Regions from separate parts of the Mus musculus genome. Here regions 1, 2, 3, 5 and 6 are each linked to region 4. A link is a contact called in public HiChIP or PLAC-seq and promoter capture Hi-C data. All regions are on one chromosome and are shown on one strand. Each heading gives the region's core, a stretch centred on a gene start, on an enhancer-like site or on the middle of the called end of the contact. The rest is flanking DNA. Distances are from core to core; before and after follow the strand shown. Region 1 holds the start of Tspan33 (tetraspanin 33). Region 2 holds the start of Atp6v1f (ATPase, H+ transporting, lysosomal V1 subunit F). Region 3 holds the start of Copg2 (coatomer protein complex, subunit gamma 2). Region 4 holds the start of 1700095J07Rik (RIKEN cDNA 1700095J07 gene). Region 5 holds the start of Flnc (filamin C, gamma). Region 6 holds the start of Tnpo3 (transportin 3).

Evidence for each region. Promoter capture Hi-C pulls out the DNA fragments that hold promoters and counts their contacts. HiChIP or PLAC-seq counts read pairs in DNA pulled down with a chosen protein or histone mark.
Region 1: a contact with region 4 is called in an H3K27ac HiChIP or PLAC-seq map of cardiomyocytes, with 6 times the contacts expected there. The contact joins the promoter of Tspan33 here to the promoter of 1700095J07Rik in region 4. A contact is called at or near these places in 18 of 39 promoter capture datasets (the 3T3-L1 cell line, the HPC-7 cell line, HPC-7-derived erythroid cells and 12 more), 1 of 484 Hi-C or Micro-C datasets (erythroblasts) and 1 of 115 datasets of contacts at active chromatin or transcription factors (cardiomyocytes).
Region 2: a promoter capture Hi-C map of liver shows a contact between it and region 4, with 7 times the contacts expected there. The contact joins the promoter of Atp6v1f here to the promoter of 1700095J07Rik in region 4. A contact is called at or near these places in 4 of 39 promoter capture datasets (the C10 cell line, hippocampal neurons, liver and 1 more).
Region 3: a promoter capture Hi-C map of pre-B cells shows a contact between it and region 4, with 6 times the contacts expected there. The contact joins the promoter of Copg2 here to the promoter of 1700095J07Rik in region 4. A contact is called at or near these places in 9 of 39 promoter capture datasets (3T3-L1-derived adipocytes, cranial neural crest, frontonasal cranial neural crest and 5 more), 2 of 484 Hi-C or Micro-C datasets (embryonic stem cells and pre-B cells) and 2 of 115 datasets of contacts at active chromatin or transcription factors (astrocytes and pancreatic cancer cells).
Region 5: a FOXA1 HiChIP or PLAC-seq map of pancreatic cancer cells shows a contact between it and region 4. The contact joins the promoter of Flnc here to the promoter of 1700095J07Rik in region 4. A contact is called at or near these places in 6 of 39 promoter capture datasets (3T3-L1-derived adipocytes, cranial neural crest, frontonasal cranial neural crest and 3 more) and 1 of 115 datasets of contacts at active chromatin or transcription factors (pancreatic cancer cells).
Region 6: a promoter capture Hi-C map of pre-B cells shows a contact between it and region 4, with 5 times the contacts expected there. The contact joins the promoter of Tnpo3 here to the promoter of 1700095J07Rik in region 4. A contact is called at or near these places in 9 of 39 promoter capture datasets (the 3T3-L1 cell line, 3T3-L1-derived adipocytes, the C10 cell line and 5 more), 1 of 484 Hi-C or Micro-C datasets (muscle stem cells) and 4 of 115 datasets of contacts at active chromatin or transcription factors (astrocytes, memory CD8 T cells, pancreatic cancer cells and 1 more).

Annotation. Positions count from the first base shown.
Region 1 is chr6:29,692,909-29,695,608 of GRCm38.p6, forward strand. Tspan33 (tetraspanin 33) reads left to right here and starts at 1,306. Exons shown (of 8, transcript NM_146173.3): 1 at 1,306-1,636. The coding sequence starts at 1,535.
Region 2 is chr6:29,466,466-29,469,169 of GRCm38.p6, forward strand. It overlaps Atp6v1f (ATPase, H+ transporting, lysosomal V1 subunit F), which reads left to right and starts at 1,318. Exons shown (of 2, transcript NM_025381.2): 1 at 1,318-1,509. The coding sequence starts at 1,352.
Region 3 is chr6:30,895,461-30,898,160 of GRCm38.p6, forward strand. Copg2 (coatomer protein complex, subunit gamma 2) reads right to left here and starts at 1,334. Exons shown (of 24, transcript NM_017478.3): 1 at 1,201-1,334; 2 at 82-134. The coding sequence starts at 1,237. It overlaps Tsga13 (testis specific gene A13), which reads right to left. Exons shown (of 8, transcript NM_054073.2): 8 at 1,521-1,783. The coding sequence ends at 1,614.
Region 4 is chr6:30,303,235-30,305,934 of GRCm38.p6, forward strand. 1700095J07Rik (RIKEN cDNA 1700095J07 gene) reads left to right here and starts at 1,381. Exons shown (of 2, transcript NR_166056.1): 1 at 1,381-1,855. Ube2h (ubiquitin-conjugating enzyme E2H) reads right to left here and starts at 1,305. Exons shown (of 7, transcript NM_009459.3): 1 at 818-1,305. The coding sequence starts at 870.
Region 5 is chr6:29,431,865-29,434,702 of GRCm38.p6, forward strand. It overlaps Flnc (filamin C, gamma), which reads left to right and starts at 1,289. Exons shown (of 48, transcript NM_001081185.2): 1 at 1,289-1,949. The coding sequence starts at 1,595.
Region 6 is chr6:29,608,454-29,611,153 of GRCm38.p6, forward strand. It overlaps Tnpo3 (transportin 3), which reads right to left and starts at 1,396. Exons shown (of 23, transcript NM_177296.5): 1 at 913-1,396. The coding sequence starts at 1,032.

The DNA.
Region 1 (2,700 bases), core at 56-2,555, 610 kb before region 4:
TTTCACGTCCCCACTGTCTCTAAAATCTCATCCTCCTCGTTTCTCCCGCCATGACACCTTCTGGTGCTCAACTTCTTCCAATTACATAATAGTTATTCATGCAGTTATTGTATTTCCACACTGGATTTTGAATCCTATTGAAACAAAATACCAGGGCTAGAGATATGGCTCAGTTATTAAGAGCACTTGTTGCTCTTACAGAGGACCAAAGTTCAGTTCCCAGCACTGACTTAAGGAGCTCACAAATCCCGGTAACTCCAGTTCCTGGGGATCTGACATCCTTTTCTGGCTTCCATCAGCACCTGTGTGCACAGTGGTACACACACACACACACACACACACACACACACTCACACACACACACATTTTAAAAGAATCTTTTAAAGGAGTGAAAGTACCACATTTTAGTGAGCCCCCTTATCAGCCATCTCCGTGTAAGTCATTTGCATGCACTAACAGATTCTTATTTGATCAATGCCTTACGCTGCAGTTTTCCCACTCAACGTTACAAAAAGTGTAGCTTGGGGAATCACGCTATTGATGGCAAAATCAGACTCCTCCCCAGGTTAAAATCGTACTTGTGTAGCTAGTACAATGTACACCACATTGTACTTGGGAGTCAATCTGTGCATATCCTATTAACATGCCAAACACAAAACAAAACAAAATTAAAAACAAAAAACCGGTGTCTCCACGTAAACAAACGTTCTGAGAGGGTTTGGATAGAGAGGTTGGACGGTAATGAGAGAAAAGGATGGTTTGAGAATTCCACTGTTAGGTTATGAGGCTTTTAAAACGAGCATTTAAAGTATTTGATTGCTAAGCAGGGGTATTTATTCTTCTCTTTCTGGTTGTTAGTACCTGTCATTTGTCACTCTGATTTTATTGTCTTGATCCCTGAGGATCAACCTTCTTTTCTATTCCCACAGCGTTTAACGAATTGCTCAACACACAAAGTGCGTACTTGTTGATTTTAACGTACGTGTGTTTGCGTGCGTGCACAGCAACTGGGCAGAGGACGTGGGTGTGGGATGCAGGAAACATTCCTTTTCCTCATTCTTTTTCCCTTAAGCAGCTGCAGCCTGCAGGCTTTCCGTCTAGGCGGGCAGAAGCAGAACCACTGACCCTTTAGCAAGTTGTCCCTCACAGAACAGGTGTCTCCCCCGCCTCTCGGAGGAGAGGGATGGCTGGCTGCTTAGTGACATGGGCCGCCGACCAATGAGAAGTCAGCCTCGGGCAGCCTCACCAATGGCCGTCCGGGGGGCGGGCCCGGTTTCCTGAGAGCCGGGCGGGCCAAGCTGGTCTGCGGCCGCGGTGGAGTCTCCGCTGCTCACGCTGCCCGCCGCGGCTTCAGCGGCGGCGCCGTTCCCTGGCCGCGCGGCTCCCCGACGCACGGTTCGGGCGGCTCCCGGCGCGGCGCGGCTGCCCCGGCGTTCGGGTCCCCGTGGCCCCGCGGCTCCCGCCCCGGGCTGCAGGGCGCACAGGTGGGCCGGTGGCCGCTGGGAGATAGGCCCCCCGGGGGCAGCGGCGGACCATGGCGCGGAGACCTGGCGTGCCGGCTGCCTACGGGGACGAGTTCTCCTTCGTCAGCCCGCTGGTGAAATACCTGCTCTTCTTCTTCAACATGCTCTTCTGGGTGAGATTCGGGGGGTCAGGGGGCACCCGGACTCTCGGGCATCTCTGGAGCGCCGAGGGGGCTGCCTGAGGCTGGGAGGTTTGGCCTGGGCTGCCCGGTGCCCAGGAGCGTGTCGAGTGGTGCTTCGTAGTTTTCTGAGCTGGTGACACTTGGGGGCATTTCTCCGGGGGAGGAAAACCACAGTGGCGCCGTGTCAAAAGGGGACGTTAAGAGGTGGGCAATCATCCTTGCTGCCAGGGATGAAGCTTTAGCAGGGATGAGGATCTGTGTCAGGCCATGAAATAAAAAGGGTTTGGGGAAAGAAAGAGCTGGCTGGACAGCCCCATGGGCATATTTCATGGTTAGGGACTTTCAGGCCTGGGGGCTGGAAGGCCCGACTGGCCATACGGGGCGCGGGGCGGGGGTGGAGGGAGAGAGAAGGAAGAGAAACCCCAAGCCTTCCTTCGCCCCAGTTCCTCAGGGGCTTGTGTCAAGGGACTATATCTGTCCCTTTTGCAGGCCTCGGGTGTCTGCTCCTGTCAGGGCTGAAAAGGGTTAAGAATGGTCTCCAGGTCCGATGTGTACCCCAGCATGGCCCTAAACTTTGCCCTACCTTCTTCAAGACCAGCTTCTCTACTTGGAGCTGACAGGCTTCAGATGATTCAAATAGGATTTTGTTGTTGTTGTTGTTGTTGTTGTTGGGCTGGAAGCTATGGCTCCTTTCAGAATCTTTTGTTTGGGGTGGAAAAGTGTAAACAATATTAACCCCGAGCTCCTGACACCTGGATTTCCGTCCCCTCTCTACCATCCTTATTGATTTGACTGATCTGGGTAAATATGTTCAAGTCCACAGGCCTGCCCTTCCTCCCAGCAAAAATCTAATGCAGTGTATTGGGGGATGGCAGGAGAGGGCTGAGAATTCAGGGGGAGGGGGAGCCCATTAGAGAATGCTAGCTGAGTCCTGTTTCATAGCCAGAGAGTGCGTGGGCCCCTCTGGATTTGATAACAAGGGGAAGTCCTTCCCCATCTCTCCATTCTTCTGCCAGCTTCTACTGCACCAAAGCTGCAGCCCAGAAGCCTATCAT
Region 2 (2,704 bases), core at 68-2,567, 840 kb before region 4:
ATATCCCAAGCTGGCCTTGAGCTTGTGCCAATCTTCTTGCTTCAAACCTCCTAAGTGCTAGGATTGTTTCTATGCAATTATCTAAATTTAGGAACTAACATGAGGCCTTGCTTGGTTTCTACAGCACTACATAGTGTCATCATTCATTTGCCTATTTCTTTGGTAATTTAATATATATTCAGTAATTGTTAGCCATGTCATAGTTAGCATGCATGTGTACATCATACCGATTCAGACCTTGACCTTCCAGCTAGGAAATACCTGTTCTTGGACAGTTATGGTAGCCTATGTCTGTAATCCCAGACTGAGGCAAGAGTTGAAACAAACAAATGGACAGGAAATAGTGGTGCATTTCTGTAGTCCCAGCATTCAGGAGGATGATGCAGTAGGACCACTGGCTGCAAGTTCAAGGCCAACCTAGTCTACATTCTGAGTTCCAGGCCAGAAAAGGCTACATATAGCAGGTTTCAAAAAACAAACTACCAAATAAAACCAAAAAAAGGGGGTAGGTAGTTTGGCCTAATCCTAATATTTGGATAAATCTTTTTATAAGATTTATTTATTTCATATATGTGGGTACACTGACACTGTCTTCAGATGGTTGTGAGCCACCATGTGGTTGCTGGGAATTGACCTCAGGACCTCTAGTAGAGCAGTCAGTGCTCTTAACCACCTAGCCATCTTCCAGCCCTGAGACCTATCTTTAAAAAAAAAAAAGCACTGGGTTGACCAGATGAACCTCAAGGTGACTCTCATAGGGTGTATTATGACCTCACAAACTTGTGGCCTGCTCCACTGCCACACTACACCTGCCTCCGAAATCACAAATGTAACAACAAAAAGATGTTTTTTTTTTTTAAGTCAAACAAATCAAGCACACACTGTTCTGTTTTGTGTAATGGCGCAGGCCTATAATACCAGCATTCGGAAAGTAGAAGCAATAGGATCTATCCTCTTCTACACTGCAAGTTCAAGTCCGGCCTGAGATAGGTAACCATCTGTCTCAAAAAAGCCAAAACCAAACTAACGTACACTGAAAAGAAAGAAAAAAAAAGTATGTCCCCTAAAGTCTCGGTCTCTAATAACACTAGGTTCAAAAGGCATTTCTTCCAAGAGAGAAGAAATTAAGGACAGAATGCCAGAGAGAGGCCTGTGACGCTCAGCCTTCTGGGAGACGTAGTTCTGTGGTTTGTGTTTCTGGCCTCTATGGCGCAAGAGTACGCAGATTAAGCGGAGTTCCTGCTAAATGCGCATGCCCGGGAGGCGGGGAACTGCGCATGACTGAAGGGCGGGGTCTCTGCGGGGGCGGGGCATCACAGGTGTTTGGGAAGCGCTCTGCCCGGCGGACAGGATGGCGGGCAGAGGTAAGCTAATCGCGGTGATTGGAGACGAGGACACGGTGACTGGTTTCCTGTTGGGCGGCATAGGGGAGCTAAACAAGAACCGCCACCCTAATTTCCTGGTAGTGGAGAAGGATACCACCATCAATGAGATCGAAGACACTTTCAGGTACGGTAGCCTGTTAGGCCTAAATGGGTCCTTCCGCTTGCTACAAGCACGGGGAGAATTGGTGGCCTGATAACCTGGGTGTCACGTGGTGATGGGGACCGGGATGGTCCCGGAAGTCGTCTGTCCACCCTGAGCAGGGGCCTCCGCCATCTAAGTTCCCTTTTGGGGCTCAGTGGGGTCCGGCCTACCGCAGGTCCACGAACTTTCCCCATCACATGATTGTGTGTCAGTTTAGGAGGGGAGTGGAGCTTATGGTCTGCACCAGCTGTAATTGGACGCCTGGAGCCTCTTGCCAGTGCTGACCGGCTTGTTCAGCCCTCTTCCGGGGTCTCTGTAGCGTATTCTCTGAACCTTAGTCTTTTCGACTAAGAAAACTAACCACCTCCAGCGTAGGTCCGGACAGTGGGCGCGTGTGTGTGTGTGTGTGTGTGTGTGTGTGTGTGTGTATACGCTTCATTTATCTTAGAGGCTTACAATTGTCCTGTAAGGTACTGGTTATTCCCAGTTACTAGTGAGAAAAATAAAGGACAATTGGTTAGGGCACAGGCACATTAGCCATAGGAGGCAGAACCCAGGTCAACTCTTTCTTTTTAATTACGGCGTTTGTGTGTGTCCGTGGGTAGGTGTGCACACATGGAGGTCAGAAGACAACTTGTGGAGTCAGTTTTCTTTCCATGGGCTTTGAGGATTGAACTCAAGTAACAGGGCTTGGATAACAAGCAGCTTTACCTGTGTCTTCTAAGTTACTACCCACTCTGTTTATTCAGCTCCCTGCAGTCTGCCATGGGGCTTCCATTTGTCTTGCGCACAATAAGCAAAACATCTGGGAAGTATGGCCTTCCCCAAAGACTTTGTACTTCAGATCTTCACATCATACCCTGGGTCGTAGTTTTTAAAACTGGGTGCAGGCATTCCTTTTAAGCCAGAAAGTGCACTGTTGACTAGAATTGAGGGTGCCAACTCTCTATTTTTTTTCCTCATTCCTTTTCTAGAATTACTATGCCAAATCTCAGGAATAAACTGCCCTCACCTGTTTCCCCTAAATAGCCCAGTCCAGGGATGCTGGCTGAGACTAGTTCCCACAGCCTGGAGCGTGGCAGGCTCTGACCTGGGAGACTGATCTCTTAGCAAACCAGTAAAGTGACCTCCATTGCCACTGGAGGACAGATCTTACTTCCAAGGATTTACCATGTTT
Region 3 (2,700 bases), core at 84-2,583, 590 kb after region 4:
CCTGACTTTTGTACTTCCTAGGTTCTTTGCCCATTATTCTCAAACAGAATTGATAAGGCACTGTACACATCCAAGCCATACCTCCTGCAAGACAGCACTCTTCTCCAAATGCTGGAAAGGATTGGAACCACTACCTATAGTATAAGAAAAAGAGAAGGTCTTCAATAGCTGGACTACAAAGACTTTTCTAAAGGAGGATATTGCATGCTTGGAAATCTCACCTAAACAGAATGATCCCTTGGAAGTCACAAGGACAACTATTACTAATATGCAAAGAAGTTGGATGAAGTAATTTTGATTCTGGTTCAAATTCTGTCATTGCCATACTGAGATATCTTGGACTTCTCCTGATATAGGAACCCTATCCAAAATGAGTGCCTTCATTCCCTGCTTCCCCCTCCCCCATCCCATGGATGTTAACAAATGTGTCGGTTTCCACCACCACCAAGAGTAATGAGATGACAGGACACTATGGATTTCCCTAAAAGCAAGCCCTATTTTATGTGTTTCACACATTTACTGAAGCAGAAAGGAACAGTTTCGCAGAGAGTCACAGATGTAAAGGCCATGCAGGATGAGGCCATGAAGGTCCACTAACCCAACCTTCCACCACACTTGTGAGAGCAGCTACCACTGAAGAGCTGAAGATTTTTTTTTTTTTTTTTGAAGAGGCTTGGCATCTTCCCCACTTGCACTGCACCACAGACAGGTATCAACACGCAAGTCACTTCTGGATGCCTGAGCATTCAATGAGCTGTGTCCCACCGGGCAGTCTTAACCCCTGGGAACAGGAGAATCAAGGCCCTTCAGAGTCCATAAACACGCAACCCTGGCCCGGTCGACCCCAGCTCCCAAAACAGGGGGTGCTCGCCCTGGGGCCTAACCCCACCAGCAACCCCAGGGTACCGAGACTTGCGCGCGCACCTCCTCGCCCCCCGACAGGGCCCCACGGAGGGCCGGCTCGGAGGGGCTCGATCGGGGGGCGGGCGCGGGGGGCGGGGACGCGCCGGGGCGGAGCCGCCGAGCGCTCGAGGCGACTCCCGGCCAGGAGCGCGCGGCCCGAGGGGAGGCCCCGGCGCCGGGGGAGGGGCTTCGGGCAGACCCCGCCGCTGCGGCCGCCCCCCAGAGCAGGTGGCTGCGGGCGAGGGAAGGGGGGAAACCCTTGCGCCTGAGAGTGGGCGTCCGGAGCGCCGCGCGTACCAGACTCCTCGTCCTTCTTGTCGAATTTTTTAATCATCTTGGACGGCTTCCCAGCGCCCAGACCCACCGCAACCGTCCCAGGCGCCGCAGCCGGCGAGCGGAAGACGCTGCAGGAAGGCAGGCCCTGGGTTCTCGCACCGGTTGGGCCGGCGGGCCGTCACTCGGGGCCAAGGCCCGCCCCCCTCGGGCCTCCGCGGCCGCCCTTGCCCCCTAGGGACGCAGGCACGCCCCCTGCTCCGCCCACTGCCGCACGGGGGCGTGGCCAGAATCTGCCCGGAGGCTCACCACGCCCCGCTTCACAAACTCTGCAAGCCAGGTCTGAGACAACAAACAGGGAACTTTATTTGGTTAGTGACTTCTCCAGGCCCCCTCAGTTCTTGGAGAGTGAGGAGTGGGGCTTTAAGTCTTTGTCTTCACCAAATGACAGCCGCATCTTTGACAATCCACTGCTGGGCCCTTCCATGGCGAAAGAAGCTCTCCCCTGGCACACTTCTTGTAGGCTTCTCTTCTAGGAGCTTTGAAAATGTCAGGGGTTCCCAAAATACTTGCGAAGTTGGTGTTTCACTCTCTGACTTCATGGAAACTACGACAAAGCATAGGACACGTTGAATGTGCGACTCTGAGAGCACTAGAAGCGTACTAAAAGGAAGGCGTGATGTGATCCATTTGAGGAGACCGAAAAGCTGGTCTTAATTTAACTTTCCAAGAGGGTAGATTTGGGGACTGCCATTCCCAACTTCTTATGATTCCTTCTTCACCCAAACCAGTGTAGTTTTCTTGGCTTTCACCATTTTCAAATGATTCAATCTGCATAACACTCAAGTAATTTAAGGGATACTCATGTGTCTCAGTGCTTTTCCAAATGTTTTCTCTTTTTTTTTTTTTTTTTTTGTCCTCGTCTCAGAGTATGAAAAACACGCTTTTAATGCCTTGGGCATCGAAGACATCACATTTCTAGAAGGTCTTTCCAGCTTCACCTGTTCTTAGGGCGTTGACTACTTTAAGATCTTAATGACAGTCCTTCCTCCGTTGAGGGCGTGGTTTGCCTCTTGGGCAACCTTCTAACCAAACTTGACAACTTCTACTCAGATCTCTCTCTCTCTCTCTCTCTCTCTCTCTCCCTCTCTCTCTCTCTCTCTCTCTCTCTCTCTCACACACACACACACACACACACACACACACACAAATGATAGGGCATCATTTGGGGGACAGAGATGTTAGCTTAGAAATGGCACCACTAGTAAAACACCCTGGCAGCTTTGTTATTGTTGAGGAAATGCACCATAACTGTCTGTTCATTTTAGGTACAAAAGTAAAGCACTCATATTTGGAGAGGGCATATGTAGTCGCCATAAATGACACTAGAGCTGAAGGCTGACATATTACTTTATACATGAAGATCTATCTCATCCTGACAGGGCTTAGAAAAGGTCCTACCTAGATTATGCTACATACCCTTAAGAAAAATTTCAAACTGGGCATGATAGCACACACGCTTTT
Region 4 (2,700 bases), core at 131-2,630:
GCAGTCCCCAAGAACCATATCCTCAGAGGGAGTTTTGCTCAAGTGGCTATTTTGTTCGGGGAGCTCCTTTCTCTCCTTCGTCCCAGCTGTCAGTTCCACAATATGGAGGGTGGCCTGCCTGCTAAGAGGGCCTGGGGGTCCTCACTGCATGCACTATGAGTGGGATAGGCTTTGTGAGTAGAAAGAAAAACAGGAAGGTTCTCCAGACCAGAAGGCTTAACAGGAGTGTCTGATTTAAAACACACGGAGCTCTTTATTACAAGAGGGGGCCCTGGGCAGGCTACTCTCTTCCTAATATAGAAAGGAATTAGGGATAAAGAAGGTTGCTTGAGTTACCCCAGTTTAAGCAGCACTGTGACTGGAAGGAACAGGGACACCCGAGAGAGAGAGAAAGAGAGAGAGAGAGAAAGGCTTCCCTCTCAGGAATTTCTATAATGAACCCATAAACCCAAAGCTAGCAAACAGGAAGCAAAGACCCTGAAGATGAGCTCCCGGTGACGAAGGAGGCGTCTAGTTATACCCCCACACACACCCCTAAGAAAGGGCCGTCTTAGGAATCCAAACGTCGTAGAGGGAAAGTCAGGGGCTGGGGGTGGGGGGGGAGTGCAAGGAAGGCGAAGAACAACGCACATCTCGGGGGGCTGCAGATAAAGGGGGACTGAAAAAGCCCTCGGCTCCGGGGAGGTGCCAAGGGGCCGCCGTAGGCACTGGGGGAGGGAGGGGAGGCGCGGCCAGTGGCCTGGAGTGCCCCGGAGCCCTCGAGTGGGCACCCCCACCCGCCCCACACGCAGTCCGAATTCCCCTCCATGAAGGATACAGCTTGACTACGTCCGTGTCCATCCGCCTCTTGCCGGGACTGGGGGATGACATGGTGTCGCCGCTGCCGCTGCCTCCCCGTCGCCTGCGCCGCCGCCGCCTCTCTCCCCTCCTTGGCCCGTCTGTCACGGGCTCCGGGCCCAGCTCGCAGGGCCCCGCGGCCTCGCCGGCTCCTCGGCCGAGGTGGCAACACCCGCGCGGTCCCGTGGGGTCCGCTCAGCCGCCGCCCCCCGCACGGGGGAACACCGGGCACTGCCCCGCCGAGTGGGGGCGGGGACCGAGGCGCCCGCTCGGGCTGCCCTCCGACTGAGGCTCCGCCGCGGCCCGGGCTGCCGCTGCTCCGCGCCGTGCGCCGCTCCCTCCCGCCTGCGCTAGCTCGTTCGCCTGCCCGCCCGCTCGCTCACGCTCTCGCCAGCTCCCAGCTGCTTCCTCCACAAGCCGACGACTCCAGCTCGGTCGGCCTCTCTACCCTAGCCTCGCTCTAGGCGCCGTGATGTCACCTCTGTGACGTCATCTGAGGGGCGGGGCGCCGGTGGGAGGGGAGGAGCATCGTCGTCGCGGTGTAAGCTTGTCAGGGGAGTTCTGGGAGATGTAGTTCCTCTTTCTCCTGCCATCGTGCATTCCCTCCGCCCCCTCCCCCAACCTCCTCACACACTTCATCGATCAACTGCCAGTGTCGTTACCATCAACATAAACGACGGTAGTAAATAATGGCAGTATGATTACATTCATACTTTATGTACCACCCTCTCAACAGTGCTGCAAAGGCTGTTTGGATATGGAGGAGGCCAAAGTGGCAATTACTCAGACTGGCGTCCAAATCTGGAAATTCCCACACCAGCATGTTCTCTCCACTCTGCTCCCTCTTCAGAGGGAATTGGTTTGCAGGGATTTAGACTACAGTAAGGCTTCCCCAGAGCTTGCAAACAGGGTTCATTTACCCTCTATGCAAACAAGGTCAACAACTCCGGAACTGCAGTAGAAGCAGCAAAGAACAGAAATAATTTGATACTAACATCCTCATTCTACAGAATTTGAGGTAAGTTGAGGTCCTTTTTAAAATCACAAAGGTGACTGATAGAAGCACCCTAAATAAGTTATAATGCAGAACAAAGACACAGTTCTGCCCTCTGAACTCCTATATCAGTTCATGACTCTGAGGATACAGTGTAGATGAAGATGAAATTTACACAGCTCTCCCAGAATGGACCAGAGTGTCAGCATCATTTGAGAACTAGGAAGGAATGCCTCTAGAAGGGCCTTAGGCCTACTCAATTAACATATGCAGTTGAACTAAGTTCTCAGACAGTTCCCTGAACAGTGAAGTCTGAGATATACTGCTCTACAGGGCTCAAAAGTACTGTAAACCTAAGGAGCAACAAGGTAAAAGAGGCAGAATAGTGCCAAGTATCCTCAAAAGCTTTATCTATTGTCTTTTCTCTATGACACACACTTGGACTTTGTCAGGTCAGGTACTGAGGGCTAAATTGAAGATCATTTGCTCCTATCTTTCTACCCTTCAAAATGCCAGCTATTTTTTTTTTTTTAGTTGTAACATACATATAAAATATACAATGTTAACCATATTTAAATATTCAATGCAACAGCAAAAAACCATTAAATATTGTGCAAGTATGACTAGTGCTCATTTCCTGAACCTTTTCATCAATCCAGACAGAAATCATGTGCCCTTAAAAGAATAACCCCTCCTCCCCATCCCACCAGCCCCTGGTAACTTCCACTCTATGTTCTGGGGAGAAAAAAAGACTATCCATTGCTTTCTCCTAGGAGAAATCTGTCAGCAGACGGGTATGAAAAGACTTCTAGCCACCTTTATCTGATCACTTCATTGAAGGAAGAAAACAAAACAAAACAAGATTTGTC
Region 5 (2,838 bases), core at 39-2,538, 870 kb before region 4:
CCCCCAACTCCTTTCCAAGTCCATAGTGGGCACCGCTGTCGTCTGCCCTTGAGGAAAGAGCTCCCAAAGATGCTTTATTATTGCCTTTCCTTTCATTATGACTGCGAGGAGGGAAATAAGGTAAAATGATTTACCCAAGCCTCAGCGGTCACATGGCTTGAATTAAGGACTGTCTTCCTTCAAAGCTAAGCTTACTTAGTCTCGAAGGATGGGGAAGCAGTGGACACACATCTGACCTCTCCTTGCGATGTAAATTCATTTGTAGGTCCTTCCCTTGTGTGTGGCAGGCAGCTTGGATTGCCTCAGTTTCTCTGTTGTGAACATTTCCCATGTCTCTCACCTTATTGGGCTTGCCCTCAACCCAATCCTGCCTAGGCTTCTAGCCTGCCTCCCTTCCTGCCCGCTTTGCCCCTGGCCCTGCCCACTTGCCCCAGTCACATTTCCCTTGGCTGCTCTGCCAGGGCTCTTCCTGCTATTTGGCACACTTCTACTTTCCCTGGGAAGATCTGCCCTGTGGCTCATGTGGGCACATTGCCCAGGGGGCTCCCTGGTACTACCTGGGCAGCCCTTTTGTCCTCTCATCAACTTGGTTGAGTCACGGGGGGGGGGGGGGCGCACACAAAGTGACTCACTGGGTACCCTTGTTCTGAGCTCAGCTTCATTCTGAGCCAGTGAGTCTAAATGGGCTAATGACCAGGGACACTGAGTCAGGTCAGGAGCCTTGGTTTCCCTGTGGCCCTGGGTTTGGATTCCAAATAACGGTTTAAGCATTTTTTTCTTGTAAAGTGGCAAAAGTCATGGAGCCCCCTTGAACTCAGTCTCTCCTGGTCAATGTCCCTGCTCCTTCTGGTGTTCTCTCTCTCTCTCTCTCTCTCTCTCTCTCTCTCTCTCTCTCTCTCTCTCTCACACACACACACACACACACACAATTTCCTTTCTGAGTTCTTCACAGGTGGACAATACAACCAGGCTAGAAGCCAGGACTCCTAGGCTGTGTCAACAGCCTTGTCACCAACTCCAGAAAGTTCTGTCAACACCAGATCAGTTTGTCTAGCCCTAACCACTGCCTCAGTTTCCCCATTACTTTCTTTAACCCAATCTGAGTGTGGAAGGAGTGTCCCTCATCCCTAAATGGCTAAGACTAGGTTGGGGTGTACAGTGTGCATGGGGAAGCTCAGGGCCAGCGCCCCCACCCCATCCCCGCTCCTGCTGAGGACTGCGTGGAGGAGGGGCGGGCGGAGGCGGGGCCGTGGGGCTCAGCGCGGCCCCCACCCGCGGGCCGGGCGGCATTCCTGGGAGGCCGGCGCTCTGACGTGGACCCTGGGGCTGCGGGCGCGGCGGGGGGGTCGGCAGCCCGGGGGCTTCTTAAACCCACTGCCCCGGCCCGGCCCGCACTTCCCGAGCACCGCTCCGCCCCGGGAGAGAGAGAGAGCCCTAGCCGGACAGCCCAGCAGCTCAGCCCAAGAGGCCAGCGAGCCCCGCCGCCCAGAGCGCTAACGAAGTCTCCGAGAACTCGGTGTCCCCGCGTCCCGCCCCGACAGCACCCACAGCCCGATCCCCAGGCCGTACTCCCCCGGCCCCCCGCCGCGCCACCATGATGAACAACAGCAACTATTCGGACGCCTCCGGCCTCGGCCTGGTTGACGAGGCGGACGAGATGCCGTCCACGGAGAAGGACCTAGCGGAGGACGCACCGTGGAAGAAGATCCAGCAGAACACATTCACGCGGTGGTGCAACGAGCATCTCAAGTGTGTGGGCAAGCGCCTGACCGACCTGCAGCGAGACCTCAGCGACGGGCTGCGCCTCATCGCGCTGCTCGAAGTGCTCAGCCAGAAGCGCATGTACCGCAAGTTCCACCCGCGCCCCAACTTCCGCCAAATGAAGCTGGAAAATGTGTCTGTGGCCCTGGAGTTCCTGGAGCGGGAACACATCAAGCTCGTGTCCATCGGTCAGTGCGGGGGTCACAGGGAACGGTCACAGCGGGGGTAGGAACAGGTCACATAGGTGCGGGTACTGAGATCCGGAACAGAAAACCTTTCCCTTGCCTGGTCTGATTTCTCCCTCGCCAGTACAGGCTGGAGCCCAGATACCCCTCTAGGACAGGTGGCACCCCTGAGAAGTTCCCTTCCGAAGTTGTCCAAACATCTTAGCTTCAGCCTCCCTACACACACTCCTACCGACCTGCCCAAAGTCCCCTCTTTTCCTTCCACCGGGCCACCCTTGCTTGCACATGCTTGCGAGGACAGGGCTGGTGCCCAGTGCTAATTCCTTGGGGGCGTATCCCGCCACCCACATGAAAGCAAATGGCTTCCCATCGCCTTCGTCGCTGGGCAAAAGCAGTCTTAAGACAGGTTCCAGTCGTCTCTGGGTTCTCAGGGCCCTGAGGCCAGGGAGACTAGTGGCCTGAAGCTCGCTGATGCGCTTGGCAGGCATGTGCTCCCCATCTGGGATCTGGCCGGACTAGAGCAAACAGAACCCGGCCTCAGAAACCTAAAAAGGCACTGAGCAACGTCCTGGGAGCTTTAACCCCTGATTGCCCTGGTCGTTTAGGTCGTCTGGGAGGGGGACTCCTGCCTGTCCATGCCCTGTTCCAACCCACCACCTGGCCTGGGATTGGCTACAGCTAAGGGTCAAGCTGCCCTGGAGGGAGGGGAAGGCTGAGGAAGAGAGGAAGTCATTGAGTGTAACCAGATTTGGAAGGTGTGTCAGTTCTGAGTGGGGGTAGGGAGGCGCAGGAGTCTAGAGAGTCCAGAAGCCCAGGGTGGGTTTTGAGTGGCAAGAAGATACCTTACTTTTCACAGCCCTATCCCGCTAGGACCAAGGTTTCCAGTTTGCGT
Region 6 (2,700 bases), core at 146-2,645, 690 kb before region 4:
GGGTGAAGAGAGAGAGAGAGAGCTAGAGATGTAGGCAGGACTGGATCCCCAGCACCAAACACAAGGAAAAGAAAAAGAAAGTAGGTACTTAGTCTGTTAAGAGGCTCCTTAGTTTTCAAAGAATTTCACAGTTCATAGACTAAAACCTAAACACTGTCAGCAAAATCACAAGCTATTAAAATTCATAAAAAATAAAAACATAGCAAAGGTGAGTGTGAAAAATCATGGAAGAAAATACAAAGTGTGAGTCAAAAAATGAAAAAACATGAGCCCAAAAATTTAACATGTGGAAATACGATAGATACAACACACACTCCACCACATGCTCACAAAAATATGGACTAATTAATATAGCTATGATAGCCATCTTACAAATAAAAACGTACAGGCAGAAGAAATACAGTAGGAATCTGATATAAAACAAAAGAACTACAAAGATTTCCTGAAACCATAACTAATTTTTCTTTATATTACGTTGCACTCCAATGAGAGGAGAAAATTTGTACGAACACGAATCTAGAAGCCTGAGAAATTTCGAGAATAACACGAATGAAAATCGGCAAGGGACACTGAGGGGTGAGTAAGGCTGCCAAAGGGAAGGTATTGCCAGATGCAACTCTTGAATACGGAAGGTGTACCAAAAGCACTTAAAGGAGAGCCAGACCACAAGCGAGACGTACAGAACTACAAAACGGATTCCACAGACGAGGGAAAGGGCCCGTTCGTGACCAATCAGTTGCCACTGGTTTCCGAAAGGCAGCACATCTGTGGCTGCTCAGCCCCACCCCGCGGCACCAGCTCCTTCGGAAAGAGGATCTCCCACTGCCAAGCGCTCCACTCAAGCGGAGAACCATCCCATCCCACTCGGCCCTGGTCCCGCGCGGCTCAGAACGGACTCTCCCCGAACCTCACCGAACGCTGCAGCTCCCCAAGCCAAAACGAGGCGCGCTCCTTTCCGCTGGGATCCGGGTCGTGGTAAAGCGCTTGCACCGCCTGGTACACGAGCTGCAAGGTTGGCTTGGCTCCCTCCATGCTGGCGGGAGCGGCGGCGATGACAGCAAAGAGCCCGATACTCCTCCCTAGGCTTCCGCTTGCTCTGCCTTCAAGCGTCCTCACTGTCTCGGCCACAGCCGCTCCCTGACTGGCGCCATCTCCTCCTTTCTGGCCGTTACCAGGGAAGGGGGGTTCCTCGTGGAAGTTGCCCCCTCGGAAACAGCGGAGAGGTCGCTTTCAGGTTCCTGCCTCCTTTTTGTCTTGTCTTCCCGCCAGAATCGCAGACTCTCGAGTCCGGACACGGGTTCTGGCTTCTGCACCTCCCGCCTTGCTCGCAGAGGCCTACCTCCGCATGACACGAACCACGCAGCGAGCCGAAGCAGGGCTTCCCCGGGCCGGAAGTGGCCGTCCGTAGACTTTGGCACACTTCCGCCTGGTGCACCACAAACTGCCTCCTTCCCGGCACGCCTCCTCTTGTTTCCCCCGCCTCCTCCCGGAAGTGACCCTGCCGGACTAGGAGAACCAAGGGGAAGTAGGCACAAGGTAGTCAGTCTCCTAGGTGCGTAAGTCTTTATTTGAGCTTCAAGTCTGGCTACTCTTAACGTTCCTGACCAAATCTTATCTCGTCAGCAAGGAATCCAAAGTCTTTCCTCCCGGTTCCTACTTCTTCACCCGTCTCCAAGGAGTGTTTAAGAAACATCAGTTCAGCCGGGCGTGGTGGCGCACGCCTTTAATCCCAGCACTCGGGAGGCAGAGGCAGGCGGATTTTTGAGTTCGAGGCCAGCCTGGTCTACAGAGTTCCAGAACAGCCAGGGCTACACAGAGAAACCCTGTCTCAAAAAAAAAAAAAAAAAGAAAGAAAGAGAGAGAGAGAGAGAGAAAGAAAGAAAGGAAGAGAGCCTGTAATCTCAGCTCTTGGAAGTTAGCCACAACACCATCAGGAGGAATTCAAGACCAGCCTCTAATACGTGGAACTCTGTCTCTTTAAAAAAAAAAACCAAAAAAAAAAAAAAAAAAAACAGCCAAGCGGTGATGGCAGACAGGTTTAATCCCAGCACTCTGGAGTCAGAGGCAGGCCTAACTCTTGAGTTTGGACCAGCCTAGTCTACAGAGCAAGTTCCTGGACAGCCAGGAATACACAAAGAGACCTTGTCTCAGAAAATAATTAACAAATAAATAAATAAATGACAAACAAAATCAACTGTCTAGCAATCCTCAGTTAACATGCCAGTTTCCCAATATTGCTGCTTCACTAAAAATAACTGTTAGTATCTAATGAAGGCTGACCATGTGTAATGTAATGTAATGTAGTGAAAGATTAACAACCTTCCAAAATAAGTCCTTTTTTAATGAAATAGTTTTGGTTTGCTTATTTGTTTGTTTGTTTGTTTGTTTGTTTCGAGACAGGGTTTCTCTGTGTAGAGGGCCCTGGCTGTTCTGGAACTCACTCTGTAGACCAGGCTGGCCTCGAACTCAGAAATCCGACTGCCTCTGCCTCCCGAGTGCTGGGATTAAAGGCGTGCGCCACCACGCCCAGCTCTAATGAAATAGTTTTAAAGACTTATTTTTATGTGTATGAGTGTTTTGCCTACATATTTATGCATGTGCAACTTGGTCCTGGAGGAGTTACCGTGTGAGCTGCTATATAGATCCTGAGAATTGAGTGTGGGTTCTCTACAAGATCAGTGAGTGTGTCAACTCTCCAGC